2 separate regions of the Zea mays genome follow, and region 2 is linked to region 1. Evidence: chromatin contacts called from public Hi-C data. All regions are on one chromosome and are shown on one strand. The core of a region is the stretch at or near the end of the contact, and the rest is flanking DNA. Distances in the headings are between cores, read along the strand shown.

Region 1 (2,763 bases), core at 66-2,565:
GGCCTGCTTGGTTCAGCTTTTTTGACCAGCTTTTCTGAGAATCTGGCTGTGGAAAGAATCTGGCTGTGAGGAGAATCTAAGTATCGTGGGGATTACATGCCGAGGAAGATGAAAGTGTCCATAGAGTTCGTGGAAGATTCCTACTATTGCAACGACTTCATCGATTCTGTGTTTATGTTGATTTTGAAGGGTTTTTATCAAATCGATTTTTATAGAAACGGACTAAAAAGCTGAGCGTTTGACAGTCTACAGCTTTTGGTGACCAGAAGCTGGAAAAAGCTCAAACAAACAGGGACATGTATATGCCACACCATATCACAAGAGACTTCGGTACTACATATGACATGTCATCCAAACAAGTGTGCCAGGCATACCAGAACACTAAAAATAATTTATAAGCAGATAAAACTGAAAAAAAGAGAAGCAGAAAACACATCAAGTAGAAAAAATTCAGAATTTTCATTCAAATAATCATATTTATTATATATTGCACTTGTACATATGAACATGTGATCAATCAGTCACGGTACCTGCTGCAGCAGATTAATATTACTACTATGTGCATGTGATCAATCAATCCACTGCAGCAGATTAGTACAGTATACTACAAGCATTTAGGCATGGCCACAGGTCCACGTACGTGGACAGGTGTGAGAAGAGAAGAGAAGCAGGTGAGGCGAGGCGACCTGACGAAGGAGACGTGGACGCCGAGGCTGCGGTGCGCCGCCGAGCAGTCGATGCAGAGGAAGACGCCGTAGGTGACGGACGCCCACGTCGGGTTCTTGGCGTTGCAATCGAAGCACATCTGCACGCTTGCACCGCCATCAGAAACGGAATTCGCACACACACAAAAAATATTGCACAGGCGGCACTCACACAGAGCAAAAGAAAGTGCGATCAATCCCGACTCCACAATCAAATCGATCACCCATAAAATCCAATCTAATCCACAGTACCTTGTTGTCCGATTTGGCGCGAAGCTTGCGGAAGACGGCGTTCTTATCTGCCGAGGCATCCATCGCCGCCATAGCGCCCACCCACACGGGCAACGAACCCGACCGAATTGAAACCACTCCGGACTGGAATCTTCTTCCCCGTGCTCGATCGATGGGTGGGCCAATCGATCGGCGCGGCAGAGAGGAAGAGGAGTCGCCGGGTGGGAGGAGATGGAAGGGAAGGGGTGGAGGCGAGGAGGAAGAGGAAAGATGGTGGAGGTGGACGGTGCTGCCCCTGCATCCGCATACGTTGATACGCATCAGCCTTTGCGTGCGTTGTCGTCTAGACCCCAGAGCGGCAGAGCCTAGACATACACATACCGGCCAAATTTTTTTTTTTTACAATTTAGCCATTTTCGGTTTTATTTTCAGAAATATACTCTTTTCAGTTTCATTTCAAAAATGACATATAGGTCGACGCCAACACTATTGACGCCTAACTAACACGGGCCGACGTCAATAGCATTGACATCTAAGTCTAGCACACGTCCGACAACATGGTGACGACATATGGCGCCCACGTGGTAGGGGTAGGCGGCGCCACAGATTTTGGCGCCTACCCCCTTTAAACTATACAACAACGTGTTTGGAGGTAAGCACCAAGATCTGTGGCGCCTACCCCTTTAAACCGAACCGGATCAGTTCTTCCTGGCTTTTCTCCATTCGTCTCTTTGCCTTCTCCTCTCTGACGCTCCTGCGCTCGCTGGCCCTCTCCGTCGCCATGCCACCACACGCCGCTCCACCCGTCCCCAGGCACCGCCGCGACTCGGCGTGCCCGCGTCGGCTGTCTTCGAGCCACGCCGGCTCCACTCCTCCTCGGGCGCCGTCGCGGCTGTGGGCCGCTTCCATCCTCGCGACACGCCCTGCCCAGCTGCGTCGCAGCCCACGCCACCACCATCATTGGTAGTTTTTTTAGTATTTTAAATATATAGTTAGTTTTTATTAGGTATTTAGTATTTTAGTTAATTAGTTAGTATTTTAATTAGTATTTTAGTTTTAATTTAGTTTGAAAACTTGGTATGTAGCTAATATAGTTAATATTTTAGTTATTTGGTTAGGATTTTAGTTAGTTATTTAGTTCAAAAACTAGGTTGAGTGTGATAAACGCGAGTTTGATTGAATGTGGTAAATGTGAGTTTTATTGAATGTGATAAATATGGATTTGATTGAGGTGATGGAGGTCGCCATGTGTTTAATGTGATTTGAATTTGGAGGTTTTAGTAACCTCCCCATACAGGGAGGTGATGTCCAAATTTTATACTTAGTACTATGTTATTAGTTGGTTAGTATTTAGTTATTAGTTAGCACTTAGTTAGTAGTTAGTTATTAGTGGGTGGTGGTTAGGGAATAACCATCAATAATGGTTACTGAATGATGGACAATTTTTTGAGCATATATCATGGTCATGGAGGCAATGTGGAAGAAGATCCCTATGGAAATGCTAAGTTCATTGACATGTGACACGTGCCCGTGCTATTCGTTGGTACACCCTCCTTGAGTGATATGTTTACAAAGGCTAAACAAAAGCTAGGTTACCATGAAGATGACGACTGTTGGGGGCCTTCGGCTTCCGAAGGTCCTCAAAAACAAGATTTAACAGTGTTTCTGGAGTATAATGTGTGAACAGGTATCTTCGGACTCGAGTCGATATCACAGTAGGAGAAGCCCAAATAATACGAAGGTTGATACGGCGCCGAAGATGTGAGCAGGAAAGCTTCGGCGTGGTAGCAGAAAAGGAAACCGACTTAAAGATGAAAAGGCCATTCAG
Region 2 (2,805 bases), core at 2-2,501, 520 kb before region 1:
GCCATAGTGACCTTGAGATCATGGGGGCCAAAAGCATCCCTTATAAGTGCCAGTACCATGCTTCTCTTCCCAACCGCCGGCGGGCCTTCAAAGATGAAATGTCTGCACTGGTGTGCAACAACCTGCATGCAACAGACGAACTTGCCCATGTATCAGATGAACTTGGCCACAATCCTAAAAGCTGCTCTGATACGAAACTGCAAGGCAAACTCTGAAGCAACGTTTGCAATGTGGTCGTGTGATCACCAACCAGCTGGTAGAGCTCGGCGGCGACGGTCTTGTTGCAGATGAACTCGTTGAGGACATTGGGCCGGTACTTGTCCGCCCACACGTACTTGTCGTCGGCCACCACGGGCAATGCGGCGGAGTCGGCGAGGGGCCGAGGGGACTCGTCGCTGTCCGTCTGCAGTGACGGAGACCTCGCTCTCGTCTTGGGCGAAGCTCTGAGCCAGGTTCCCCCACTTCCTCCCGCGACGGTAACGACCGGCGTCGCCTGGTGGTCGCTGCTCCCCGCGCTCTCGCCGGCGGACATGTCCGCTTCGGCAATGGCTTCGGATCCCGCCGCCGGCTCCTCTCTCTCCCTCGAAGGCCCCGTCGTGGGGACGACACTCACGGCGGGCGCCTCGTGGCGCGGCACCACCTCCGGCTCCGCCGCCGATGCAGCCGGTGTGAATGATGGTCTAGGCCGTGGCGGCGGGCTTGGCGCGCGGCACGGCTCCTCGAGTTCGCGCGCGACGGCGCCGCCGCCCTTGGGCAGGAAAGTGGCGCCCCAGCGGTGCAGTTTTACCATGAGCTCAGAGTGCAGCGGCCTGCCGCCCCTCTGGCCGGCCGGACGCCCGCAAGCCGGGACGAGGTACGGGAGGAGACCGCCCTGCCCGAAGCCCCCCTGGCGGCGGCGAGCCTCCCGGCGGCGGTCCTCGGCGATCACCGCGGAGAGCGTGGCGCCCGGCGAGGGGGTTTCCATGTCCGTGGTGATGTAACTTGGGAGCCAGAGAGCGGGAGGTTGACGCGGCGGTGTGTCTGGGCACTGGCATGGCATCTGCGTGGCGTGGCGCGAATAAGGAGGTGATGAAGCCAATGCACGGCGAGAAGAGCGAGGACGTCGACGGGGTCACCAACGCAACGCGATCGAGTGCTCTGCTCCGCTGGGACGGGGACTGGAGCCACTCAGATTTCTGCAGGACGTTGGGAATCATTCCAGAATTGTTCTCTTCTCTTCTGCATTTTTTTTTGCATATGCACCGGTCAGATCGGAGGATTTTTGCAGATGGCGTACATTCATTTGTCATCCTTACAATTGACTCTATATAATTGTTACAGGAGAGGAGAGAGAGCTTCCACTACATCTATATTTATGTTATTTTTTGTGTATGTAGCCAGCCACGCGGACACGCTACCGTGGCAAGGACTTGGATAGGCCATGTGAAAATGACTCGTGGTGCCCTGCCTCCCTTCTTTAGCCAGACGACAGCTACCCCAAACTTCTCCCATTGTTGCTCCATCTCTGGATCCCCTGATCCCCTCTCTTCAGTCTACGAGCTCAAGCCCAAGATTGCGCGGTGGAGACATGTCCCGGTGGGCCGGGGAAGTCATCGGCAATAAGGAGTAGGGCCTCGCAAGGTGGGTATGGGGGCAGATCTCACTGGTCAAGAGATCGACCGGTTAGATTCTATTATGTCTAGGATCAATTTCTAAGCCTCTAGAATACCAATCTATAACTGGAAAATCTCCGATGACGAGTAAATCTTCTACTGAGAGGAATAGGGGGACATACCTTCGTTGTTGTTGTGTTGACACGTCCTGGCTTGGTGTTGGTGGAGTGTGGCCGCCGCCGCCGCCGGTGTCACCTCCATTGCTCTGCAGAGGAACAGTAGGCATCAGAATCCGAGCCGTTAGTTGTCGCTCTTCCAGTCACTCCGACGCTTAGGCGATGGGGCCTCTGCGTGGATTAGGGTTTTGGGCAAGTACTAGCATTGGCTTTTCCTGCGACCCTTAATCCTTTATATATAGCGTCATGTGACCGGGGGCTCCAACCGAGATCAACATGGGCCCTCCCAATCAAGGGCCCGATTAAAGAGACGATTAGTTGGTTGAGTCCAATCTAGTCTCTAGTGACCGGCTATAGAGGACACACACAACAATCTCTCCTTTGTCCTCTACATTCATTATATTCAACTTTTCTGGATTCCATCCCTCAACAAAGTTTACACATAGAGACCAATGCGTGACAATGACCGATTAAGTATCAATGCACTCATTGAATACAACATGCTCCCCTGCTTCAGAATGAAAAGATATTTTACAAAGTTGCAATCTGTAGCCCCTGTGATTCAAGATCATAGGCACTCCCTTAAACCTATGCCGGCTACGTGTTGTCTTAACACGTTGGGTGGAAGGCTTTTGTGAGCGGATTCGCTAGCATCTGCTATCTATTGTTATGCTCAACTTTTATGGTTTGATCCTGAAATCTTCTCCTTAACAACATAACACTAAATGTCAATGAACTTAGCAGTGCCACTTGACTTGTTGGTATAAGAGTAAAATATTGTTGTCTCATTATCGCATTAAATTCTCAGTGGTCTTTCTATGCTATCAACCACTCTTAATCCGAGTATGAATCTCTTCATCTATATTGCCCGCCCATTTGCCTCATACATGGATGCAAACTCAGCGTGCACTGTCACGATGCTCTCGTTGTCTGTTTGCACCTCTTCCAAGAAATAACTCCCCTAGAGAGTGTACATACCCCAAAGTAGACTTTAGTGTATCTTTACAACCTCCTCAGTCAGCATCTGCAAAGCCAAC

The links. A called contact is a pair of places that touch in the nucleus more often than the background predicts.
Region 2: a contact with region 1 is called in a Hi-C map of tassel, with 3 times the contacts expected there. The contact joins the promoter of LOC103637697 here to the promoter of LOC103637695 in region 1. A contact is called at or near these places in 4 of 25 Hi-C or Micro-C datasets (ear, endosperm, leaf and 1 more).

The regions. Positions count from the first base shown.
Region 1 is chr1:99,948,735-99,951,497 of Zm-B73-REFERENCE-NAM-5.0, reverse strand. It overlaps LOC103637695 (probable ADP-ribosylation factor GTPase-activating protein AGD8), which reads right to left and starts at 1,315. Exons shown (of 7, transcript XM_008660358.2): 1 at 957-1,315; 2 at 687-805. The coding sequence starts at 1,256.
Region 2 is chr1:100,468,678-100,471,482 of Zm-B73-REFERENCE-NAM-5.0, reverse strand. LOC103637697 (replication factor C subunit 5) reads right to left here and starts at 1,251. Exons shown (of 11, transcript XM_008660366.4): 1 at 251-1,251; 2 at 12-122. The coding sequence starts at 1,039.